Linked DNA regions of Ovis aries: region 2 is linked to region 1. Evidence: chromatin contacts called from public Hi-C data. All regions are on one chromosome and are shown on one strand. Each heading gives the region's core, a stretch centred on a gene start, on an enhancer-like site or on the middle of the called end of the contact. The rest is flanking DNA. Distances are from core to core; before and after follow the strand shown.

Evidence for each region. Hi-C and Micro-C count contacts between places; a contact is called where the count stands out from the background.
Region 2: a Hi-C map of tail adipose tissue shows a contact between it and region 1, with 3 times the contacts expected there. The contact joins the enhancer-like site here to the promoter of NRGN in region 1. A contact is called at or near these places in 6 of 16 Hi-C or Micro-C datasets (blood, hypothalamus, muscle and 2 more).

What each region holds. Positions count from the first base shown.
Region 1 is chr21:25,666,135-25,672,360 of ARS-UI_Ramb_v3.0, reverse strand. NRGN (neurogranin) reads right to left here and starts at 2,679. Exons shown (of 4, transcript XM_027959688.2): 1 at 2,530-2,679. The coding sequence starts at 2,544. It overlaps LOC105604044 (a long non-coding RNA gene), which reads left to right. Exons shown (of 3, transcript XR_001023430.5): 2 at 1-25.
Region 2 is chr21:25,749,118-25,755,343 of ARS-UI_Ramb_v3.0, reverse strand. No RefSeq gene overlaps it. Among named protein-coding and RNA genes, the nearest start is that of MSANTD2, 25 kb to the right of the region's middle. Within about 2 kb of position 3,098, at least 7 of the 54 cell types and tissues checked have an H3K27ac peak or open chromatin away from gene starts, as enhancers often do. A contact at or near this core is called in tail adipose tissue, where this site is marked.

The sequences.
Region 1 (6,226 bases), core at 1,430-3,929:
GCTGCGAACTACTTCCTCAGGGCAGGTAATTATTTCTATGAGTTGGATCATCAACTAGACTAACTAAGAAAAAAAAAAAAGTCCAAAACTGTTTCTTTGCCTTTTTATATTAGGTGATTCAGGAAAAGCCTGATATTTGTGACTATGTAAATTGGCAACTGATGCATCTGCATCAACAGCTCTTGCTCTTAAAAAAAAAGCAGGACTTTTTTCTTCCCTTTTCTGACTGAGCCTCTTTACCAAGGAGAAAGAAGGGAATAAGGGAGAACTAGGTATTGCCCAAACACCAGGTTAGACAGTCAGCAGGTAGAGCCCAGGATGGAAGGTGAAGAGGGACTGGTTCCCAGCCTCCCAGATGCGCTCTGTCCACTATGCATGTCCTAGCTTCCTCCCAGCACAGAGCTCAGCCCTCCACAGAATGGAGATGGGTAGGAAGATGCTTAGCCCCAGCCCTACTCCAAACCCCAGCCCTGTCACCTCTTCTTGGACCCCCTGCACAGGCTGACAGTGGTGCTCTCTCTTGCCCAGCCCTTTAGCCCTGCACACCTAGGACACGGCCTGAAAGGGGGAGGGCGCCTGTGTACAGAATGCACTGGAGGGGGTGACCCAGAATACAGGGCAAGTGGGGCAATTGTGTGTCTGCTTCTGCTGCATTATTTGAGTGAGCAGCTGCTTCTTTTTTAGGGGACACTTATTCCAACCATGCCCACCAGCCCCTCAGTATGGCTTTCTGGGCACTCAGGAACATGGTCCAGGGCAGACGAGAGCCCACAGGCAGGCACCTGACATCCTACTCTAATTAGTCCTGCAGGTGCCAGTGGGGACAAGTTGCTGTCCTTCTCATGGCTTTTTGGAGTCTTTGCTCTCGCATTTCTTTCCATTGACCATGATTCCTGACTTATCTTCCCCACCATTCTTACCATCTGGGCAATATTTTCTCTCCCCCACAGGCATACGCAGAACCATCCATTTATTTTCTCTGTTTTGTAAGACACCACTGAGGGGTGAGGAGCCCAGGAACCTCCATTAAGAGCCCAGTTCTCCTTTCACAACCAAAAACTGCTTCCAGGAGAACAACAGGGAGGAAAGGTTGGAAGAAAATATGTTATTGGGGCTTTCTTTAGGGGTGGGATTGTAGATGCTTGACATGTTTCTTTTGTATACTTTTCTTCAGTTTAAAAATTTTTTTTTCTGTTAGAGCATATTACCTTTACAATGAGGAAATATTGGAAATGTTTATAGGAGAGGTTAAATTACAGCTGTTGGAATCAGACAGGTCTAGTGTTCCACTTCCACACTTAGAAGCTGTGCTTCCTTGGGCAAATCATTAATCTTTCTAAACCTCACTTTGCACATCTGTAAAATGGAAAAAATATCTACCTCACAGGGTTGTCATGATGGTTAAATATAAAGTGTTAGGTACATGGTAAGCATTCACAAATTGACAACAATTATTTGTATTAATAAGAGCTAAACATCATAACAACAGCCACAACCACTTGCCCCTTTTTTCTACCTCTTGGTACTCAGACACAGGGAACCTTCACCTCTTCTAAATTGGGCTATTCCTTCCATCCAAACCTCATTTTCCCCCTTTTTTAAGCCATACGGTGGAGGGTGGGGAGTAGGCAAAGTTATAACTTCTTGTGTCATTAGCTGGGTTGACCAAATGGCTGAGAATACAAGGACTTTGGAGTCGGACTTTCTCCATATGTAAGGACTAAAAATAAATAAAAGTAAATAAATAAACAAATACAAACATATCGCATACACGTATGATCACCACTCCTCGGATGTGCCAGGAGCCTGATCCTGTGCGAGGCGCTTTCATGCCCGCACCTTAACAGCAACCTGCTTTGGCGTCAGGTCTCCTTGTGGGCGCTGACACATTGCAGACACTTCCTTCCCTCGCCAGCAGGGCCCTCTCCCCGGTCACTTCACCCAGCCCCCTCCAGAGCTAGAAAGCGTTGGAGGCCAGGCCAATCCCTCCCCAGGACCACACGGACTAGGCTCTTCGCTGCCCATCATCAGTACTAAGGTAACCAACATGAATTGACTATTTCACCGGGCGCTGCACAGGACCCGAGGGTCACCAAGGTCATCCCGTCCGCCCACCGACGGCGGCAGTAGTGGGATGGGGATTGGGGTGGGGGCCGAAAGCCAGGGGAAAGGAGTCCCGGTTGCTTCGCTAGGCGACGGTTTCCAGCGTCTCCCTGGGGAAGTTCCTCTTCTCGTCTAACCTGCAGCTTTCCTGTTGCAGAGCTTTGTCGAGCTCCGGGTCCAACCGAGACTGCTTAGCGGATGGGCACCCAGACGCCCCCGCGAGTTGGGGAGCATTTTTCCTAGGGCTTCCAAGTCAGGCGGGCACCTTTCACCACCCACCATTTGCTTCTCAGCAGGCACCCTTATGGCTCCTAGGTCTTCTGCACCCACTTCCATCCCTCACTCCCCACTCCCCCTCCAGGAGCTTCTTGGTAGCCCTTTCCCCAGACGAAGCTGAGTGCCCGTCCCCCAGGCCCGCTCACTTACGGTGCAGCAGTCCATGTTTGATGTCAGGAGTCCTTGGCTGGGATGGAGGTTGGCGCAGAGGGTCTGCGTGGTGACGGGTGGGGACCCTGGGGCGGTGGCGAGGCAGCCGATCCGCGCCGAACCAGCCGCTCAGCTCTCGGGTCCTCTCTCCCGCGCTCCGCACTGCTGGAGAAAGTATCCTGAGCCCTGCGGAAGAGAAGCCAATCAGAAGAAGCCCTCGGCAGAGTGGGCGGGGGGAATGGAGGCAGGGCCACGCCCCCTCGCGGCTCCCTCCTCCTCGCCCCGCCTCCTGCCCCAACCCTCTGCCTACACACTTCCATCCATTCCTCCTACACACCCCATCCTCCCAAACTCACCACCAACACCCCCCCCACCCCACGCCCGTTGCTGCCGAGGCGGCAGACTGCCAAGCAGATGTATGCCGGCGCACGCAGGAGGACCCCGACATCCCGGGCACAAAAACACTCGCATCTGGGCACAACACTCCTCCCACCCACAGAGAGAAAACCGTGCACCCCTCACCCACGCTTCCACAAACTAGCTAGAGTCCCAAATATGGTTCCCTCTACCTTCCCTCCCCGCTCAGGCCTCAAAGAAATAAATGACCCCCTAGGACGTGCGGTTTAAAGGAATCGTCATCAGTCTGCGGTGGAATGGGGAAGGTGTGGGTATGTAACCTGGGGGTGGGCACAGGGGAACACAAAAGCTCACACCAGAGCCCCCCACGCCCATATATGATACTCCCCAGGCTCACTAAAACGTGCACTTCGACACGCAGACCCAGCCTGCAAAAACAACTACACAGGCCTTGTACACACGCTGTGCTGATACACGCAGACTCCCTGTTACGTGCACACACCAGCACACGTGTACACGGCAATCACCCTACTGGAAATGTCTGCATTACCTATCTATCTATCCACCCATCCATCTATACTAACAAGACAAAATCATATATGCATGACACCCATTTGGTGTGTGTATATACATATATAGAGAGATAGATAGATAACAGATATACACACCCTTCCTTCCCACTCCCCAAACCACACCTCCCCAACCTCTTGTTCCATTGCTTCTGTATAAGACAAATACTGGCTCCTCTCACCCTTGCCCCTGGGAGGGGAAGAAAATACTCTCAACCCCAGTGTAAGGAAATATCCGAAGGCATCAGTTCTCTGGGTCCATGGTGGAGGAAGGATGTGGGCTTTGTGAGAGGCTTGAGAAGGGAGATATGGGAGGAGGAGCCTCGTAGGAGAACAGGCTGGTGGGGGAACAGCTTGCCAACCTCCCCCAACCGGTCAGGGTACCAGAGCTAGCAGCGTGGCATGCTAGTGAAGAGATTGGGCCACCTCTGAGAAAACTGGGAGGTCCTTCTCAGCTGAGGTCCCAGAGGAGGGAAGGAAGCAAGGATGCCTGCTCTTCAGGTGTGTGGACTGGAGCTGAGGGGAGGAGGGGGGCAATGCCCTGTGGCTCTGGCTGCTACAGGGGATGCTGAAGCAGCGTGCTGAGGTGACTCGCCCGTCCTGGCACTGCTGTCACATGCTTTCTTCCTACCTGAACATTTGGGCTTTCCTTGCCAAAGGGAAAATGCGTGGGAGGGAAATTCTGGTGGCCACTCAGGTTGGGGACAGGGTTAGCCAGCTTGTCTCCCAAGCTGAGCTGGATGCCAGCTGGGATTCCAGGCCCTGGGGTGTAGGGGTGTCTCTCTCAGCAGGTTTGGGACCCACCCACCCTTGTAACTGAAAATCTGTTTCCCAGTCTGTCTCTGGCACATCCTTCATCTCCCACCCCCCCCACCTCCACCAAATGGCAGAAAGTCCTGGGAACTCAGGCCCTTGCCTACATGAGGGCCTTGGGTTTGTGTCAGTTCCCACTAGTTTTCAACTCTGGGTTCCAGAGGAGAGAGGGCAGGAGGACCTGAGGGGCACACTGGATATCAGGCCTGGACTCCGTGCTTATCTCTTCCCAAATTAGAGCTGAGGAATTCGGGATTGAGTGAGTTTGCAGTAAAGTCTCCCAAGTTGCTAGGCAACATCACTCTGCAGGCTGCATTGCCTCTAGGCCCTTCTTCCTGCTGGTCAGAGCTGAAGAGGGGGTATCTTATTAATGCACCGGCCCCCTGCAGACCCCCACACAGGAAGCACAGCCCTTTCCTCCGCCTAAAGGACAACTTTGTGTGGAGGTGAGGGTGTCTCTGAACAACCGCAGGCCCAAGGGACAATGGATATGCGACTGTGGTTCTACCTGGAAAACAACGATTTCAGCAACAGCCCACTTGAGGCGCCTACGCAGAACTGGCCACAGCACTTGTCAGGGGGATGGGCAGGCGCAGAGGTGAGGAAAAGGTAGACAGACAGGAAGGCAGAGACAGAAATAGGAAGACAGACACCCACAGACTCAAGTATCCAGAGGGGAGCAGCACCACGGATGTCCCCATGTAATGTCACCTACACACACACACGTCACACATCTTCAGAGACAGGTACTGTGGGCTCTTCGCCACACAGTCACATCCAAAGACACGCACAGAAGTGGACCCCTCCACCAGCACGCATCAAGGGCACGCACATCCTCTGGTGAGGGGTTCCTCTTCCGGACTATGTGACTAAGGTTGTCGGCAAGTCTGGCTGGGTGGATCTGTGAGCCTCTGATTCTCAAATCAATGAGAAGGAAAGGAGACAGGAGCAGTGAGAACTGAGGGGTCCCAGGACTTTGAGGAACTGGCGAGACCAGATGACACTCCCCAAAGAGAATTGCCTGGCCTGGGGCCAAGGTCAGCCTTTGGAGTGTTACTTGTTAACCTGCTGGGCTTGGGCCCTGCATTTATCGTCCGTGACTCTTCACATTTCAAAAACTCCCGTCTCCCACTGCTATTGAAGGAGAAGGACTGCAGGCCTAGAAAGGAGAGGAACTCTGGAAGGGCCTGGTTTGAGGGTGAGCTGGGGCCCGTGGGTGCAGAGGGGAGGCTGGACTCAGCAGGGAGTAGGGAGGTGGAGGGCACAGCTGGAAGGCAAAGCTGGCAGAGGAGGAGATGGCTCAAGAGAGGATAAAAGATGGATTAGTGGGAAGCTTCTAGGGTCCAGTACAGATTCTTGGGACAGATGGAGGGGGATTTGGAGAGAGCTGGTCCTCATAAGCGGAGACAAACGCCAAGGCATATGGCAAGCTATTTGCCAAGACTTGTGGCTTCCCCACCTTGGAGTAGGCACTTTCTGAACATAACATCCTAGCTCTAACCCACAGCGGGACTCCATGATAAGACGAGGGTGGGACGTGGGAGGCTGCACCTTTGGTGAAGCCAGGCTGGGGGCTTCTTAGGTCAGGATTTTGAGTGGAAGGGGTAAAGGTAGCAGGAAATTCAGTTTTCTCTGCAAATATTTCAGCTTTTGCTGTGGTAGTATTTTTAGCAACTTGGTTGGCAGAGGAGGAGCCCGGGTACATTTTTAAAGGGGCCTCTACCAGACTGGAGGTCTCCTCCCACCCTCCCCCCACATGTCAGAAAGGGATGGGGGAGAAAGCACACAGCATTCAAATCTAAAAGTCGGTTTTGCTAGGCGTCAGGCCGCTGTGAAGTCATCTTCGCGGGTAGTCGCTGTCTGTTTTCATCAACATAATTCTCGTAAGCATCCTTATCAAGAGTAAATATTTCTCGAACTTCTGCCGTGTGCAGGGTGCTGCTCTGGGCAGGATGGAA
Region 2 (6,226 bases), core at 1,849-4,348, 83 kb before region 1:
CATGGACACGACTGAGCGACTTTCACTTTTACTTTGTACTAAAAGCAACGTAGGGAGGCACAGGCAGCTGGGGTGCAGGGAGAGTAGGAACCAAGGGCAGGAAAACGCTAAGGAATAATGCCTGCCCTGAGGGCTTCCCAGGTGGCTCAGTGGTAAGGAATCCTCTGGCATTGTTAGGAGATGTGGATTCCATCCCTGAGTGGGGAAGATCCCTTGGGGAAGGAAATGGCAACCGACTCCAGCATTCTTTCTTGGGAAATCCCAAGGACAGAGGGGCCTGGCAGGCTTCAGCCCATGGGCTCACAAAAGAGTCAGACAGGACTGAACAGCTAAAGAGCAACAATGCCTGCCCTGCTCTAGGGACTTTAGGTGCTTCGATTGTGTACATTTAAATAGCATTTCCCTTTGGTGAGTACGGTCCTCCCTGGATATCCTCTGGGGATTGGCTCCAGTACCCCCATATCAAAAATCTGACACTCAAGTCCCTTATATAAAATGTCCTAGTATTTGCATATCACCTATGCACATCCTCTTATATACTTTAAATCATCACTAGACTACAACTAATACAACTCCTGTATGCGTGCTTGCTAAGTCACTTCAGTCGTGTCAAACTCTTTGGACTGTAGCCACTACCCTCCCCCAGGCTCCTCTGTCCATGGGATTCTCCAGGCAAGAATACTGGAGTGGGTTGCCATGCCCTCCTCCAGGGGATCTTTCTGACCCAGGGATCCAACCTACATCTCTTCTGTCTCCTGCACTGGCAGGCAGGTTCTTTACCAATAGTACCACTTGGGAAGCCCACAACAACCCCTACTACAGGGTAGATGCTATGTAAGTATACAGTTGCTTTCCTGAAGCAAGTCAAGGTTTGGTTTCTAGAAATTTCTTTTTTTGAATATTTTCGATCCAGGATTGATGGAATCTGCGACTGCAGAACCAGGCAATCCAGAGGACCCGCTGTAGTATTCTCCCCACGCAAGGAGGGAGCAAGCTGCTGATGCTGCCTGGGGTTTCATGGAGTTAGTTTTCAATCCAGGTATCCCGTGAGGTGAGGGGGGGTGAGGGGGGTGCTGCCAGGGGCCTGCTGGTGCACCACACTGCCCAGGAGGTGAGTTGCACCTGTTGCGGATCTGGACGGAAGTGGAGAGAGTTGAAACAGTGTCGGCTGGCACAGCCCTTGCTTATCTTATCAGTCCTGAACACTGCAGCTACTGTTCTGGAGTAGCATGATTCGAAGGCTGAGCCCGCGTCTAAAGATGGTGGTATAGTCACCAATGTGTCCTAGGGTAAATTCGGGGGCTAGTGTCTTAGCTTGGTGCCAAGGTGAGCTGGCAAAAGGCCCTGTGGTGCAGTGTCATCTCCCTTTAGAGATGTTCTCTGCTTCCTCTCCTCTTGCAGGAACCATCACTTCTTCTCTTCCACCCCACCAGTCTCCCTGGTCCATACCCGCATAGTTTCATAGACTCATGGTTCTCAAACTTTGGCATGTATCAGAATCACCTGGAGAGCTTGTTAAAAACACGCCAAGGGGGAAAAAAAAACCCACTCCCAGAGGGACTTCCCTGGTGGTCCAGTGGTTGAGAGTCTACTTGCCAATGCAGGGAACATAGGTTTGATTTCTGGTCTGGAAAGATCCCACATGCCTGAGAACAACTAAGCCCATGAGCCTCAACTACTGAGCCCCTGCCCTAGAGCCCTGGGGCTGTAACCACTGAGCCTGTGTGCTCTAGAACCCGTGCTCAGCAGCAAGAGAAGTCACTGCAAGAAGAAGCCTGCGCACCACATCTAGACAGTAGCCCCGGCTTGCCACAGCCAGAGAAAGCCCCCATAGAGCAATGATACAGGGCAGCTGAAAATAATAAACAGTTTTAAAAACATTGCCAGAGATTATGATGTATTTAGTCTGGGAAGTCACAGGGCCTGGGAATTTGCATTTCTAAAAGTTTCCCAGGTGATGGTGGTGGGGATGCCTGGGGCTACAATCTGAGACCACTGGCCTGGAAGGAAGGAAAAGTAAGGGCTGGTGAAAGAGGAAAGAAGTGATCGTGTGCAGTGCTGGAAGACATTATTGGAAGTTCAAGGTCCCCAGAGTCCTGGGGTATCTACTTTCTGTGAGGGATAGATAGACTGAAATCCCCAAGCAATCCTGGGCATATTCCAGAATTAACCTAGGGCATGTGTTTTTTGTCTGGAGATTTAGCACTCCCCCTAATGGACTCAAACAACTCTGCACCCTCCAGTGAAAACCAGAATTACCTATTTTCCCAACCTAGCTTGGTCATCTGTTCATCTCTTTGGCACTAAAGGTGCAGGGATGTGATCTTACACATTTTTGTTTGCAAACTGATTTGCAGGTTTTTTTTTTTCCATGGGAAGGCATTTTATTTTGATGAGCATGGTTTTTCGTGCTCAGTGGTGCTCAACTCCATGGATGATGGTGAATGAATGAATGAATGCTTTCTTCTTTAGGAGAATCCTAACACCTACCAGTCCCTTCCTTCTTACCTTTGCTTCTTCTCCCAGCTGTTCTAAAATAATATGAAAGTGATTTAAGATCCAGATATTTGCTGAAAAATTCTGTTCAAAATATCAGCATCATTATCAAATTAGGAGAATTTGGCTGGTGGCTAAGGAAGCAAGCCCAAGTTAGAGGCTGAGAATGGGTTCTGTAAAATATGTGTTGAGTCACCTCAGCTGCGTCTGACTCTGTGACCCCATGAACTAAAGAGTCCACAAAATTTTCCAGGCCAGAATACTGGAGTGGGTAGCCTTTCACCTTTTCCAGGAGATCTTCCCAACCCAGGGATTGAACCCAGGTCTTCTGAACTGCAGACGGATTCTTCATCAGCTGAGCCACAAGGGAAGCCCTTGTAAAATATATGATTGTATATGATTTTTAATATATATGATTTTTTTTAAAAGCAGTAGAGCAAGAAATTAGATGAGAAAAGCAGGTGACATTTTGTTTCTTGCCACCAGGTGGCAGACCTTGCCCAATCAATGAGAATTAACCCTGGACTTGGAGCCTGGCCTATATACTCTACATTTTTCCACTCAGAACCAGGACAAAGGGCTGTTTCTCTACTTAAATGACTTGGGAACTGAAGCAGGAAGAGCAGTTACTGGAAAATACCTCTGTGACAGCTGCCGAGGTACTTGAGTGATCCCTTGAGTTTCCTCAAGGGCTCTCTGAGACTTCTTAGTTTTTCCTTCTGGGAAAGAGGTCCACCCTGCTCTAGATGTAAGAAAATGGGTTACTTAACTAAGAAAAATGGAAAGAATGTAACTTCAGACCAGAGGTTTCTACATAGGAGGCAGCTCTGACCCACTTCAAGGCCCAGGGCTTGGCTTCTTCCTCCCAGGACCCTCTGGCAGTCAACCTCTATTTCCTACCACCCAAGAGTTCTTTTTCTCTTGCTGGTAGTGAATCTTCCTCAAATTATTAAAATGACCACTTTATTTTAACTCTAAAGTCCACTCTGGAATCTTCTTACTAAATTCCAGTTTTCTGTCTAATGGACACAGGATGGTCTCTCCCAGGTGATCATGACCCTCCCTCAGATGATACTCAACATGTTACAAAACCTAAATCACACAGTAACTTTAGCAAATTACATGCTCATAGCAAGAATATACATTGTTGTTGTTCAGTCACTAAGTTGTGTCCGACTCTTTGAGATCTCAAGGACTATAGCCCACCAGGCTCCTCTGTCCATGGGATTTCCCAGTCAAGAATACTGGCGTGGGTTGCCTTATCTCCTCTAAGGGATTGTCTTGACCCAAGGATCGAACCCCACGTCTCCTACATTGACAGGTGGATTCTTTACCACTCAGCCACCAGGGAAGCCCAAGAATATTCATATGTGTGTTAAAATAGATACACAGTGTCTTACAGGAGAGCTCAATGAATGTTTTGGGAGAAGAGCAGGTGAAGATTCTGTTTCATGCACTGTTTTAATCTCAGTTGTATGTGCAACAGATACTGAGAATATAATAGTACCCACCTCAGGGCTGGAGTCAGAGCAGATCTGTACCTACACAGGAAACAGGAAGTTGTGAGATTGGGATTGACACATATATAGTATTGATACTATGTATAAAATGAATAACTGATGAGAACCTACTGTCTGGCACAGGGAACTCTACTTAATGCTCTGTGGTGACCTGAATGGGAAGGAAATTCAAAAGGGAGGGGATGTATGTACATGTATGATTGATTGATCTTGCTGTACAGTAGAAATGAACACAACATCGTACTCCAATAAAAATTAGTTTAAAAAAGAAAGAAAACAGGAAGTTGCTATACCATTGTCATGTTCTCAAACGCAGGTGGGACATCACCCTCAGCTCATCAGCTTGAGCACTGTTGTTCAATTGCCAAGTCATGTCTGACTCTCTGTGACCTCATGAATTGCAGCACCCCAGGCTTCCCTGTCCTTCACTATCTCCCTGAGCTTGCTCAAGCTCGTGTCCATTGGGTCAGTGATGCCACCTGACCATCTCATCCTTTCGTCCCCTTCTCCATTTGCCCTCAGTCTTTCCCAGCATCAGGGTCTTTTCTAATGAGTCAACTCTCCTCATCTTGTGGCCAAAGTATTGGAGCTTCAGCTTCAGCATCAGTCTTTCCAATGAATATTCAGAGTTGATTTCCTTTAGGATTGACTGGTTTGATCTCCTTGAAGTCCAAGGCCTGGGGATGTGTAAATCCCAGCTAATAATGACCACTTTAACTAAACTCATAGCCCAGAAAGCTTCAGTGGGCAGTTCCCTGACTCTGCAGCAGCTACCCTCGTCATCTTAAATGTTTATAGAAATCTTGCACTAAAGACAGAGACTGTGAGGGAAGAAATTAGATAATTGAAATAGCGCACATTTGGGAGTTTTTCTCTGTGGATTGTTAACAGAGTCAGTCAAACCCATGTTTATGGAATACCCACAGGGCACATAGCAGGATACTTCACCTCTCATTGAAAATCCATTAGAACAATTAATAGACCATGCTTAGAAACTTTTTTTCCACAGAGAAATTTGCTTTAGTTGCGGGGGTAGCAGGAACTAATTTGAGATGTAAAACTAACAACCCCCCTTTGCACTAGGAAGGCTTTATGTAAACTGTCACATATATGTGAATTTATTTGTACCTGTGTCTGTGTTTATGGACTTAAAAGCTACAAACGTAATAGGAGATTGATATAAGGGGAAAATAATGTTAAAAGTTAGTGAGTCATCTACTAATGCTCCAAAGTTAAATATTTACCTGGGAGGTTATGCCCTGGTTATAGGCCATTAATGACCATCAATAAATAAAATTGTGTTCACATCTACACTTATGGAATGTCATATTGTCTTGACTCTCACACAAAAATGAGGCTCAAAGAAAACGCACTTTGGGGCTTCCCTGGTGGTCTGTCTAGTGGTTGAGAATCCACCTCCCAATTCAGAGGGCACAGGTTCGATCCCTGGTCTGGGAAGATCCCACGTGCCTCAGAGCAGCTAAGCCCGGGAACCACAACTACTGAGCCCACGTGTTGCGACTACTAAAGCCCACATGCCCTAAAGCCATGGTCCCCAACAGTAGAAGCCACCACAAAGAGAAGCCTGTGCACCGTAACCTAGAGAGTAGCCCCTGCTTGCTACAGCTAAGTCCGCGCAACAAGGAAAACCCAGCACAGCCAAAAATAAATAAATAAATATTCTTTCAAAAATCCACTTTTACTGAGATACTGTTAATCAATGTGAATGGCTAGACTCATCCAAACCAACATTTTACCTGCCCCCCGAACAGGCGGCAGTGGGCGCAACTGAGGGACTCTGGAGAGGGTCCTCTTTGGCATGTCCCAAAGGCACTATCTGCTGGGCCTCAGTAGCTGTTACCCAAGCTGGTGGGAGTTCTTCTGTCCTTACTCTTCTCTGTGCCAAGGATCAGGCCAATGAAAACTGTGAGCACAGGTCAGGTGAAGTGAAGTGAAGTAGCTCAGCGGTGTCCAACTCCTTGCGGCCCCGTGGACTGTAGCCTACCAGGCTCCTCCTTAGCAGATTTTCCGGCAGGTTATGAAGAGGATCCCTTGGCACATTTTTCCCACTGCTTTTTCCTCCTGTCCTTTAGCTCTCTTCTGGGACTCGAGCCCGGCCAAAACCCAGGAGGCCTGGCTTCAAGACCTAATGAAGCTCAGGCTCTGACGTCTCATTGCAAAAATTCAGTGAGAGACAAAGCGATAAGAGG